Regions from separate parts of the Sus scrofa genome. Here region 2 is linked to region 1. The links are chromatin contacts, called in public HiChIP or PLAC-seq maps. All regions are on one chromosome and are shown on one strand. Each heading gives the region's core, a stretch centred on a gene start, on an enhancer-like site or on the middle of the called end of the contact. The rest is flanking DNA. Distances are from core to core; before and after follow the strand shown.

What was found. HiChIP or PLAC-seq counts read pairs in DNA pulled down with a chosen protein or histone mark.
Region 2: an H3K27ac HiChIP or PLAC-seq map of alveolar macrophages shows a contact between it and region 1. The contact joins the promoter of MARK4 here to the promoter of APOE in region 1. A contact is called at or near these places in 10 of 47 Hi-C or Micro-C datasets (alveolar macrophages, embryonic fibroblasts, fetal liver and 7 more) and 2 of 2 datasets of contacts at active chromatin or transcription factors (alveolar macrophages and skeletal muscle).

The regions. Positions count from the first base shown.
Region 1 is chr6:51,369,023-51,375,580 of Sscrofa11.1, forward strand. It overlaps APOE (apolipoprotein E), which reads left to right and starts at 4,091. Exons shown (of 3, transcript NM_214308.1): 1 at 4,091-4,156; 2 at 4,908-5,097; 3 at 5,469-6,311. The coding sequence starts at 4,114. The coding sequence ends at 6,189. TOMM40 (translocase of outer mitochondrial membrane 40) reads left to right here. Exons shown (of 9, transcript NM_001315748.1): 9 at 237-380. The coding sequence ends at 376.
Region 2 is chr6:51,663,203-51,669,760 of Sscrofa11.1, forward strand. It overlaps MARK4 (MAP/microtubule affinity-regulating kinase 4), which reads left to right and starts at 2,721. Exons shown (of 17, transcript XM_021094540.1): 1 at 2,721-3,090. The coding sequence starts at 3,040.

The DNA.
Region 1 (6,558 bases), core at 2,841-5,340:
ATGCTCAGCACCTGCTCTGCGCCCATCCCCAGGTGGCTCCCCACCCCCCGGAGCTCAGCGGGAGGGACAGTCCCATCCCCAGAGAGCAGAGCAGCGACCCAGTGTGGACGGGCCTGGGGCCAGGGGGTCTCTGAGCTCAGAGCAGGACAGGGGCGGCGCTCTGGACGCCTGCAGTCTGGCTGGTGGTGTCTGAGCCGGGCTGGAGGGCGGCTCTTAGTGCGGCTGCGTACCCACAGGCTCCGTGGACAGCAACTGGATCGTGGGCGCCACGCTGGAGAAGAAGCTCCCGCCCCTGCCCCTGACGCTGGCCCTGGGGGCCTTCCTGAATCACCGGAAGAACAAGTTCCAGTGCGGCTTTGGCCTCACCATTGGCTGAGCCCCTGCTGGGCCCCGCCTTCCACGCCCTTCCTCCTTCAGCCCCACCTCCACCGCCCCCTGCCACGGAGGGGAGACCTGAGCCCCCCTCCCCCTCCCTTCCCTCCCTCCTTGGGGGTCAGGGGGCAGCGGAAAGGAGGGGACGCATCACCCCAGTAGCGGAGGGGGGATTCTGGAACCACGGGCACATCAGGACTCGGAGGACCAGCAGCAGCGTGCCCGGTGGGCCTGGGGTCCAGGAAGGCATTCTGGAATCGAAGAGCACGCGAGATTCTGAGCACCAGGGGCAGAGGCGGCCAGACAACCTCAGGGAGGTGTTGGGGTGTCCCCGTCCCCCGAAGGGCCCCGGGCCCTGCCCCGAGGGGGCAGCAAGAAGAGCTTCCCGTCCCCGGTCCGTCCCCCGCCCACTTTCCCCACCACCCCTCGCTCGGTATAAATCATGTTTATAAGTTATGGAAGAACCGGGACATTTTACAGAAAAAAAACAAAAAAAACAACAAAAAATATACATGGAAAAAAAAGCAAACAAATGAACTGAGAGGCCTCTTCCTCTGTGTGGCGTGACCGTGGCCCGTTTGGCTGCTCCCTTGACCTGACCTCCTGTGCTGCCAGGTGGGGGTGCGAACAGCCAGGGGGTCATACCTGGTCACTGGCCACACCACCTCCCTGTGCCCTTCCCAGCAGGGACATCTCGGGCCTCCCCTCATCAGGAGGGCGAGGTCTGGTGGTCACTCACCTCAGCTTGGCCTGGCCAGCACAGCCGCTGGGGACTTTGTCCCTGCAAACCAAGCAGCGGGGCTGGGGGCAGGGAGTTGGGACTCCTTGGGGGTCTTGCTTCCCAAAGGGGCAGGGGATGAAGGGATGCCAGGACATGGAATAGGAAGCTCAGAGCTTTTAAGAAGCTTCAGGAGGAGTTCCTATTATGGCTTAGTAGCTTAAGAACCGGACTGGCATCCCAAGAGGACACAGGTTCAATTCCTGGCTTTGTTCAGTGGGTTAGGCGTTGCCATGAGCTGTGGTGTAGGTCATAGGTCACAGATGTGGCTTGTGGCCCTAAAAAGCAAAAAAAAAAAAGTACCTGGAAAAGCTTCAGAGTCAGTTACTTCAGAGGGGCAAAGGCCTGGACTCCTGGCCCCTGGTGGGGATAGAGGATGGGGGCAGGGTCACCTGTGTCTCGGCCTGTGGCCTGTGGGAGTTCCCTGCCAGGGATCCCACCTGGGCCCCAGCATTGACAAGGCCAGATCCTTAACCTGCTGAGCTGCCTGGAAACTCAATGAAGTGTCGGTTTTACCCACCTAGGACACCAGCAAGCTGACACCCCTGACCCCTCTCCAGACAGAGGAACTGAAACCATGTCTGACACACTGTCTGGGAGGGAGGCTGCTGGCCAGAGGTAACCCCTCAGCCCAGAGAAGCCCCCCCCACCCGCTCCTGGCCAACGCCTTCTGAAGCCAAAGCAAACAGGCTCAGGCCTGGCTGGCCTCGGGGCTCCCTTCCTGGGGCCAGGCTGCCAGGCTTCCAGCCTCCCCTGACCCACGGAATCCCATGTTCCCACAGCCTCAAAGGCCTGGGAATGAGTGCCAGCTCCTCCAGTTCCACGTGGCCTCACCACACACCTCAACTCTGAGTCTGGGAGTCGTGTAACAGGGCTGCTGGGGGATGGGGGGGGTGCAGTCAGCGCTCACCAATCTGTCACAGAAGTTAACTGGAACTGTTCTTTGTTCTATCCCCGGATGATGGGTTAAATGCAACCATTTTCCCCGTCTTAGTGGACCGAGAAACAATGTTCAGAGAGGCTAGGTCATTTGCTCAAGGTCACACAGCTGACAACCCGCAGAGCCTGGATTCAGGCCTGGAGGCTTTGGTTCCAGAGTTCACAGTCCGAACCAGGCGACGGGACAGGAACACTCCAGGCCTGTGGAAGGCGCGGTATGCAGGCCGCGAGCTCCTGGAATGCGCAAGGCTTATGTGGGGGCAGAGAGCTGCATCCTCATTGCACAAATCGGGAAAGCGGCTCAGAGAAGCACTCAGATGTGCCCAAGGTCACGGCCCTCGAGAGGGAGTGAGGGTTAAAACTCTGTGGTGCAACGGAAACGAATCCAACTGGGAACCATGAGGCTGTGGGTTGGATCCCCGGCCTCGCTCAATGGGTTAAGGATCCAGCACGGCGCTGCCGTGAGCTGTGGTGTAGGTCGCAGACGAGGCTTGGATCCCACTTGGCTGTGGCTGTGGCTGTGGCTGTGGTGTAGGCCCGCAGCTGTAACTGTAATTCGACCCCTAGCCTGGGAACCTCCACAAGCCACGGGTGTGGCCCTAAAAAGCAAAAAAACGAAAGCAAAAAGAACACTCTCAAAGCCTAAACTTTGAGCAAAAAGATCACTCTCAAAGCCTAATCTTTGAGCAGATGCCTTACACCGCCCCCACGCCTCTCATCCCCTTTCTGTCTGGGCCTCCAGCTCCCTTCCCCTTAACCCAGAAATCCAGACCTCAGACCCAGGATTTCGAGTCCCCAGCCTTGCCCCAATTCTATTCATCCAAGCACAGGACAAGAGAGAGGCAGGGCCGGGCCTTCTGGTCCTGCTCCTTCTCCCTGCCCAGCCCACCCCCACCAGTGGCATGGAGAAAGGCTCGGGAGTTACTGGGTGAGAGACACCTCTTTCCATGGGGGCTGGGAGTAAGGGGGGGGTGATAGGCTGCCAAGCCCCACCCTCCCCTCCCCTCCCCTCCCCCACCCTGCTGTGTGAAAGGGGAGGCCAGCCCACCTCGTGACCCGACGGGGGCTGGCCCAGCTGGCCCAGTTCTGGAGGAGTGGGCGGGGCGGGGGGAGCCCTATAATTGGCCGAATCTGGGCTCCCTGAATCCTACTCAGCCCCGGAGGAGGAAGGAGGAAGGAGGAGGAGGAAGCAACCGGTGAGGAGCAGACCTGGGGGCACAGAGATGGGCTCGGGGCTTCGGTGTGGGGGGGTGGGCTGTCGGGGGAGGAGGAAATGACCTGGCCCCCCGGGGCCACCACCGAGGCAGGAGTTGGGGATGAGGCTAGAGCCCAGGGACTGGACCTAGAAGGAGGGTGGGCAGCAGGAGGAGGTTATCCGCCTTGGCTGGAAGGGGAGGTCAGGGAAGCAGCGGGACCTGTAGGAAGAACCAGACGAGCCAGAGCCGACGAATTGTACTGGCAGGTATGGCGCATCTACTCAAGTTTTGAGCACACTAAGAGCTCCATCGAGGAGACCCAGGGGTGGCGGCGACCAGGGGTGACCTCGACCGGGCTGGCGGCAGGGTAGCTAGAGCGTTGGTGGAAGGACATGTAAATGAGGATTAAATTAGGGAATGAGTGGAAAACAGGGTTTAGATGTGAAGTTGGAGCTTGGAATGTGAAGGTACCAGGAAGAACGTGAGCTTGGAGCCCAGAAAGCAAGGCTGGGGCTCACATGGGACTCCAGGGTGGAGGGGGTGGGGGGCGACGTGGGTGGAATTTGAACCCTGGGAGAGAGGGAAGGCTTTTGGCCGCAGCCGACCTGGGGATGGGGAGATAGGAGAAGACAATGAGGGAATTACACGGACAATGGAAAGGATCTGCTCGGGAAATATCTGCTTGGATTAGGCTGATGCAGATAAGGGGGTGCAAGGCTTGGAAGGCTGTGACTGGACAGGGCTGGGCTCTGGGTGGGAGGAGCGAGCCCCGCCGCTGTTGAGTGACAATTTCTCCCTCCTGCAGGTTGGCCAATCGCAAGCCAGAAGATGAGGGTTCTGTGGGTTGCTTTGGTGGTAACCCTCCTCGCAGGTATGGGGGTGGGGCTTGCTCAGGTTCCCTGCCCCTCCCCCATCCCCGGCTGTACCCGGTGCCCCTCCTTCATCCCTGGTCTCTTCTGCTGGTCTCTCTTCCCCTTGAGGAGAGGCCTAGATGTGAGGCCTCTCTGGCACTCCTTGCTTCTGAACAGCTCGTTTTACTCTCTGAGCCTCAGTTTCCCCATCTTTAAAATGGGAGTTATGTTGAGAGATTCCAGCTGTGGCTCAGCAGGTTAAGAACCCGACTAGTATCCATGAGGAAGAGGGTTCAATCCCTGGCTTCGCTCAGCGGGTTAAGGATCCGGCGTTGCCATGAGCTGCGGCATAAGTCGCAGATGCAGCTCGAATCGGGTGTTGCTGTGGCTGTGGTGCAGGCTGGCAGCTATCGCTTCCATCGGACCCCTCGCCTGGGAACTTCCACGTATGCCACTGGTGCAGCCCTAAAAGACAAACAAACAAAAACGAAAGAAAGAGAAAAGAAAGGAAAGGGGGCTTCTGTTTCTAATGCGTTGTTGCCTGGCAGGGCGTGAGCATTAGATACGTGTCAGCTGTGACTAGCGTGCACGGAGCACACAATCCATGCTTGTCCAGTAATTAGACAGGCTGGGTGTCCTTCCACCCCTCCCTGCCCACCAGTGCTCTAGAGAAGCCCACCCACCGGGGCTGGGGGAGCACCTGCTCTGTACCAGGTACCGTGTGCTGGGAGGGGGCAGAGGACCTGATGGCTGTGAACTGGCTCGGTGCAGGATGCCGGACAGAGGACGAGCCGGGGCCGCCGCCGGAGGTGCACGTGTGGTGGGAGGAGCCCAAGTGGCAGGGCAGCCAGCCCTGGGAGCAGGCCCTGGGCCGCTTCTGGGATTACCTGCGCTGGGTGCAGTCCCTGTCTGACCAAGTGCAGGAGGAGCTGCTCAGCACCAAGGTCACCCAGGAACTGACGTAAGTGCCCACCCGACTCCCGCCGCGCGCGCGCGCGCGCGCGCGCGCCTGACCCTCCTGGCGAACCGTGTGTTCTGGACCCTCAGGCTCCACCCGTCCGGGTTTCCTTCTGTCCTTGTCGCCAACTCTTGGGGGTCTGGGTCTCTGTTTCTTTTTTTTCCTTCTTCCTTTTTTGGGGGGAGTTTACTTTTTCTTTTTTCTTTCATTTGACTTCATGTCTTGCTTTCTTTCCATCTTGAGCTCCTGCCTTCGCCTGTCTCTGGGTCAGTCTTGCCGTCCTTGCTGTCTCTGAATCTCTGGCACGTCCTGGCCATCGCCAGCTCAGGAGCCCTCCTTCTCCCCCTCCCCGCCCCCGCCCTCTCTGCGCCCAGGGAGCTGATAGAGGAGAGCATGAAGGAGGTGAAGGCCTACCGCGAGGAGCTGGAGGCGCAGCTGGGCCCCGTGACCCAGGAGACGCAGGCGCGCCTGTCCAAGGAGCTGCAGGCGGCGCAGGCCCGCGTGGGCGCCGACATGGAGGACGTGCGCAACCGCTTGGTGCTCTACCGCAGCGAGGTGCACAACATGTTGGGCCAGACCACCGAGGAGCTGCGGAGCCGCCTGGCTTCCCACCTGCGCAAGCTGCGCAAGCGGCTGCTCCGCGACACCGAGGACCTGCAGAAGCGCCTGGCCGTGTACCAGGCGGGGCTGCGCGAGGGCGCCGAGCGCAGCGTGAGCGCCCTCCGCGAGCGCCTCGGGCCCCTGGTGGAGCAGGGCCGATTGCGCGCCGCCACCCTGAGTACCAGGGCCGGCCAGCCGCTGCGCGAGCGCGCCGAAGCCTGGGGCCAGAAGCTGCGCGGACGGCTGGAGGAGATGGGCAGCCGGACCCGCGACCGCCTGGATGAGATGCGTGAGCAGCTGGAGGAGGTGCGCACCAAAGTGGAGGAGCAGGGCAGCCAGTTGCGCCTGCAGGCCGAGGCCTTCCAGGCCCGCCTCAAAGGCTGGTTCGAGCCTCTGGTGGAAGACATGCGGCGCCAGTGGGCCGGGCTGGTGGAGAGGATGCAGTCGGCCGTGAGCATCAGCTCCTCCACCTCTGCGCCCAGTGATAATCAGTGAGTGCCCTCTCATCCGGGCACCCCCTTCGGGGCCCCGTTCCTGCCCAACTCCCCCGCCTCCCCCAGCCTTAGCTGCCCTCTTGGTGGGCCCCTGCTTAATAAAGATTCATCAAGCTTCACAGCAGCTTCTGGGTGTCCCCGTGTGATTTCTCAGCTCCAGCCTCAGTTTCCCTTTCCTTCCCTGCACTGACCACCCAGTTCTCTGTCCTGCCCTCTGCCTGTGTGTGTCTATTTGTCTCTTCTCCCCCTTTTCTTTTTTTTTGGCCGAGCCCATGGCATGCGGAAGTTCCCCGGCCAGGGATTGAACCCATGCCACAGCCGCCACAACGAAGGATCCTTAACTACTAGGCCACCAGGGAACTCCATCCTT
Region 2 (6,558 bases), core at 1,471-3,970, 290 kb after region 1:
TATATTCACAAGGTCGCCCTGACTATTATGTAATTCCAGAACATTTTCACTGCCCCCCAAAAGAAACCCGTGTTACACCTTAGCAATCAATCCCCATTTCCCTTGCCCCCTCAGCCCTGGTGAACCCGAGTCTACTTTCTGTCATTATGGATTTACCTTTTTTTTTTTCTGTCTTTTTTTGCTATTTCTTGGGCCGCTCCCATGGCATATGGAGGCTCCCAGGCTAGGGGTCCAATCGGAGCTGTAGCCACCGGCCTACGCCAGAGCCACAGCAACATGGGATCCGAGCCGCGTTTGCAACCTACACCACAGCTCACGGCAACGCCGGATCGTTAACCCACTGAGCAAGTGGCAGGGACCGAACCCGCAACCTCATGGTTCCTAGTCGGATTCGTTAACCACTGCGCCACGACGGGAACTCCTGGATTTACCTATTTTGAAAATTGCGTGTAAATGGCATCATACAAGTGGTCTTTTGCATGCTTCTTTCAAGGTCCATCCAGGATGTGACCTCCCCTCTTTAAGTCTGAGTCCCCACCCCCCCGTCTGGGAAATGGGTTGGCAACAGTACTGGGAACTGGGGAGCCTGGGTGAACCCCAAGTGTGGTGGGCGAACGTGTATAGGAGGTGATCTTTCGCCCCCGTGTGGTGTATCCGAGAACTGCAGCTCTCAGCGCTAGGGCTGGGAAGGAATTGGGCTGATTCAGCCTCCCGTCTCACCCCAAGACCCCACCCGTCGTCCCGCAGAACCCTTGGGATGCCAAAGCTTCTAGAACAACATCCTGAACCCCTCCCTTTTTGCCTCCCACTATCCCTGAGACTCCTCAGGCTCCATTTGTTGAATTATAATACTACCACCCATTTAAGAAATTCTAATCTGTTCCCTAATCTGGTCCCACGTGAAGCCCTTTACTTCCATAGGCTCGTTAATTTGTTGCAGACTGAGGTTTACTATCCAGGGACGGGAAACCTTAGCGGTCAAGAGCCCAAGTTCTGGAGTTTGGAGACACTTGTGTTCAAATCCCAGCCCTGCTGCTCCCCAGCTGTGTGACCTTCAGCAAGTACTTTTTCTTAGTGGGGGTGATAAGGCTGGTCCAGCCTCAGCGTGGGTCAGAAAGGATGAGATGCTCAGAAGCTTTCACAGAGGAAGCCTCTGTCCATGTAGTTGATAGTGATATACTGGTGTGTAACAACCAGCTCTCTGGGGAGCAGGGTGTGTGTAGGGGGTGTGTGTGGAAAGACTTGTTTTGCAGGACTTGCCAATTTCCATGGTGTAAATATTCCTTTCATGGCTCAGTTCAAGCTACCAAGGTGACGCTACTGAAAGCGTTTGTCAGGGAAGAGAGGAGCAGTCACCCCTTAGTTTCACTGGGCAGATACGATAGATGCAAATAACCTCAAGATCACACATGATAGTAAAACGTAGTAAAATAATTAGGATGTGATGAGTATTTATTACCTTTGTTTTAAATATTTAATTGTATGTTTGCATGATTTATTTTTAAATAATGGCCGTTTAACCACCGGTTCCAAAACTCCTGAGATTTCAAAACAATCAGCTTGCTTGGGGTGGCTCCAGCACACTGCTGTTGTTGTCACGCCCATTTCTTAGAACGGGAAACTGAGGCTCAGGAAGTTGTTCGAACAGAAAGGGACAGACAGGGCATAGATCCCAAGCCAGGACTTGGCCATGCCTCCCTTTCCTTCATCCCACACTGGTCCAGAGGGTGGTCCCCACGAGATCATGTGACCTCAGGAAAGCCTTTGCCCTCTCTGTCCTCAGTTGGCCCATCCAGAGAGTGGCCCGCTCTGAGGTGAATACTTGCCTGGGGTTCGTGTGCACCAGCTTCAGCCCTTGGGGGAAGGTAACATGTTGGTTCCCCGCCCTCACTTTATAGACTGGGAAACTGAGGCGTGGAAAGATCAAATCCCTGCCAAGAGTTAAATACGTGGACAGAGTCCTGGAACCCCAGCTCCGGTGCAGAGGAGAGGAGGCTGCAGCCCACAACCTCGGGGTCTGGAGTTTTCTGCGAGCTGGGAGGCAGCATTGCTGGAGAGGTTGGTCACCCTTCCCCAGTGGCTCCGCCCAGACACCATTCCCCCCAGCACCCTTAGCCCTTGGTCCCCAGAGCTTCCCGGACTGGGGAGGAGGGGACTGGGAGGGAGAATGTGGACAGCGCCGCCTGCCGGGTTCTTGCCTCTGGGGGGATTCTCGGTCTATTTCTGTCGCTTTATCTCCATTCTCTTCACCGGTCTCTGCATCCCTGTCTCTGTCTCCGCGTGCGAGTCTCTCAGTCTTTGTCGCTCTCTGTGTCTCTGTCTCTCCTTCTGTCTCTCTGTATGTGCCTCTCTTTCCCTACGTTTCTCCCTCTTTCTGCCTTTCTCTTTTTGTCTCTCCATTCCTTGAATGTCTTTCCATCTCTTTGTGTCTCTGTGTTCCCCCTACCCCTGTCTCTCTGTCTTTTTGTCTCTGCGTCTGTCTCTGCCTCTTTCAGTATCTTTCTGTGCGCCTCTGGCTCTCTGCCTTGATGTTTCTCTCCCCTTCTCCTCCGATGAGTCTGTACTCTCCCGTGAGAACAGACTCCCCGAGAACGCGCCCAGACGTGCCTCCGCCCCCAGAGCCCCCCGGCCGGTCGGGGCCTGCGCCTTTAAGTGCTGGCGGCAGGGGGCGGGGTCTCGGCAGCCCCGCCCTGCCCGCCCCTCCCCCTGACGTCCCTTCCTCCCCGGCCCCTCCACCGCCTCCCTCCGCCGCCGCCCGGGCCGGCTCCGCGCCCCCTCCCTGGCCCCCGCCCGCCGGCCTGCCCGCCGCCCCCATGGCGCCCCCAGCCCGAGCTGTGCGGGGCCACTAGGACCCTAGGCACCCCCTTCCCTCCCCCGCCCTGCCCCCTCTCCCACGGCGCGAACCCGGGTGTCCACGGCGCCCAGCTTTTGAGCTCGCGTCTCCAGGCCGGTGGGGGGGGAGGGGCAGAGAGGGGACCCCCCCCCGGACCCCCGCCCCCCCCCCGACCTGGCCGCCCAGTCCCCTGGGACCCGGAGAAAATGTCTTCGCGGACGGCGATGGCCCCGGGCAACGATCGGAACTCGGACACGGTGAGTGGGGCTCGGCCCCTTGGGGAGCCCCGGCTGGGTCCGGCCGCCGAACCCCTCGCCCTGCCGTGTCCCTCGCCGCGAGCGCCTACCCTCGTTTCCCCAGCCCAACCCCGCGCGCGCCACCTCCGACCCCCGCCTGGACTTCCAGGCCGCTCGACCCTCCCCCACTCCTCAGCCCAGCCCGACCCCTGGGGGCGCCCCTCTCCCGGGACCCCTCTCTTATCCCTTGCAGACCGCTTCCGCTCGGGTCTCTTCTCTCCAGGAAGCCCCCTCCCCTGCCTTCCAGGAGCCCCTCCCTTCTCCCGCAGGTTCCTAAGCCCCTTCCCCTCCAGGCCTTCCGCATCGGACAACTGGCCCCCTCTCGGGTGTGCCGGGCTCCTGACCCCAAGGCCCAGCCCGGCCCTCTCTGGGAAGGCCTGGCTCCGTCCTGCCTCTGCCTCTGGCCTTCCCTGTCTGGACCTGGGTGGCGGGCGCCCCAGGATCTCCCCCCCACCACCCTGTCTCTCATTCCCAGCCTTTCGCCCCTCGGAGATCCCCTCCTGGCTCCTGTGGGCTCCCCCTCACAGGAAACCGGTTCCACCTTTCCTGGGCCCAGGGCCCTTCTAGCTTGTTCAAGGTCTCTCCACTTCCAGGCCTGGTCCCCATCTTCCAAGCAGCCCTGTCCATGGATTCCCAACACCTCTGGTCCCCACAGATCCCCCCAGACCCGCTCTGGTCTCTTGCTCTCCCAGGAAGCCTTGGCCTCCAACTCCAGGCCCCCAGCTCAGTCTTGGATTTCTAGGCCCTGGACTAGACGGACTCCAGGCCTCATGCTCCCTGTATCAGCTCCTCCACTTCAGGCAAGCCTCCTCCCGGTGCCCCTGGCGCCCCCGGCCCCTTGACCCCCCTCCTAGGCCAGGCCCCTCCTCACAAGACACCGCCTCATGCCTTAGAGCCCCAGGCCCCTATCCCTTCTGCTGCTCCAGGGCCTCCGTCTTCCTTGCCAGGGGTCTGGCCTCCCAGTGAAGCCCCCTCCTCAGCTTCAGAGTCCTTCCCCAGCTCCCAAGGCCTGACCCTGGATGCTTTTTCCAGAAGACTCCTGGACTCGAAGCCTCTGCTTTTGCCCTGGCTCTAGGCCCTTTCTCTTGGGGTCTGTTGGCTGGAAGCCTTCTCCCCAAGTTTCTAGGCCTCTTGACCCCCCGCCCCCACCAGGCTCTGTCTTTATTCCTTTGACCTGTTCCTTATCCTGGAAGCCCCTTCCCCAGGATTTCAGGCCCCTGAACCTCTCTCTGGTTCCAGGGACTGCTCCTAGGAACCCCCTTCTTTGACTTCTAGGAGTTTCCTCAAGACCCAGACCCCTGGCTCAGGTATCTTTAGCCCCTGACTTCCACTGTCCCATGGCTTGGACCCCTCCCACTGTTCCCAGGCACCCCTGTCCCTCCACCACAGCCCAGAACAATCCCAGAGAGACCCTCCCCTCATTCCCCTGATTTCTGATTACTCTCAGCGCTTCTAAAGACCCTCCCACCAACCAATGCCAGACTCCTCCCCAGCTGGGGTCTTTGTCCCATTCCCCCAGGCCTCTGCTGGGCCCCTGCCAATCCCCAGCCACCCTCACCCCAGATGCCCACCAGATCGATTTATCTCTGCCCCTTCATCTTGCTGGACTCCCCCCTCCCCTCCCCAGAGAGCCGCCATCACCACCCCCATTGCCACCCGTCACACTATAAGCCAGGCTCTGGTTTGGAGTCTCCCATGAGAAGCCCGCCTCTGGCCCCCGCCCCCCCACCCCACCCCAGTCACTCGAGGAAGTGGCAGGGAGCCCACAGGCCTGGGTTCAAGTGCCGGCTCCGCCAGCCACGTTGCCCTGTGACCTCAGACCACTGGCTCTCGCCTTCCGGGCCTCAGTTTCCTGCCCTGGGAAATAAATGGGGGTGATCACCTGAGTCCCTCAGAGGATTACTCGCGATGATCCGGCTGAAGCCTGACGCACGGGACGGATGGGCCGCGCTCCACACGTGTTTGCTGCTATTGTGTGGCTATGAGTCAGACGGCCCTGGATCCCCCACCCAGGGCTGTCATTAGTTGTTGTGTGAGGTCTCGGATCCCTCCCTGCTCAGAGCCTCAGTCTCTTCCCCTCCGAATGGGGCCAAGGATAGCGCCTCGCGAAGGGGGTGTTTTGAGGAACCCAGGAGATGAGGAAGATGCCCAGGGCCAGGCGTGTGGGAGCTGCTCTTATTGTTGTTGTTACTTGGATTGTTCAGAGACGCGTAGGTTCAAATCTAGTTTCTGCTCCTCCCTAGCTGTGTGACCTCAGGCAAGTGATCTCACTTGTCTGGGCCTCAGTTTCCTCCTCTATAGAGTGGGGCTTGTGTGAGCACTTCCTCCCCATCTTGTTCAGATTCGTACGGCCCTGGGGACCAGGGGACAGCTAGTCCCTTCTCTCCTCCCAACTCTTAGTCTGTAGGAGCTGCTTGTCAGTCCTGGCAAAGGGTCACCTCTCTCCCTCTGGAATTGGAGGTCATAGCCCCTCCCCTGCCACCTGGTCACCATGACGACAGCCCTGTGGGGTCATGCTCCCCCACCCCAAGTCCCAGGTCCCCCACCACCCGGCCTTTCTGGAGGTTCCCTAGCAACAGGCCCGGTGTTGGGGCGCCAGCCGGTCGGGAGGGAGCTGGGCCAGCTGGTGGTGCAGGCCAATTTTAGCTCCCGCCCCCGGCCCCTGGGGGCTTTGTCACCCGCTGCCCCTTGCAGGGGTCCCTCAGTCACACTGCCTTCAGTGGGGGGCCAGCCCAGCGCAGGGTGGCTCCCCTGGTGCCACCTGATGGGGCGTCTTTATCTGGGTGGAAATCAGAGGCCTTATCTGCCCAGAGCTCCAGCTCCCTTCCCACCCTCCCCTGGGAGGAGGCCCGGGCTCAGGAGCAGCCCCTCAGGGGGCTGTGGGGAAGAGCTGGGGCCTTGGGAGTCAGCAGAGCCTGGTTCGAATCCTAGACGCTCTTCTCCATCTGCCCTGTGACCTTGGGCAAGGTGCTTACCCTGCCTCAGCCCTGGGGTCCCCGTGTGGAGAATGCAGATGGTAATGGGACCCACCCCGGAGGCCTGGATGAAGGCACAGTAGGCAGCGGGCTTGCGGTTAGGGCTCCGTACTGGCGGCTGTCTTCCTGGTCCTCACGGGAAGCATTTCTTTTCTGCCTCTTATGAATCGACTGCGTGACCTTGACACGGCACCGCCTCGCTGCGAGCCTCAGTTTCTCCTCTGGACTGTGAGGCTGCAGGTGCTGCCCTCACTGGGCCGCTGTGGCAATTAAATGCAGAGGGGATGCTTTGATGCCCAGGACTTGGCCCAGAGAAAAGCCTACTTAAGAAAAGTGACGCGGGGTGTGAGGCAGTGCGGTGTGGCCTTGGCCAAGGCCTCCACTCTGGGGGAAACTGTCTGGGTTCACGTCCCAGCTCGGGGGCCTCAGTTTCCCTACCTGTAAAATGGGGGTG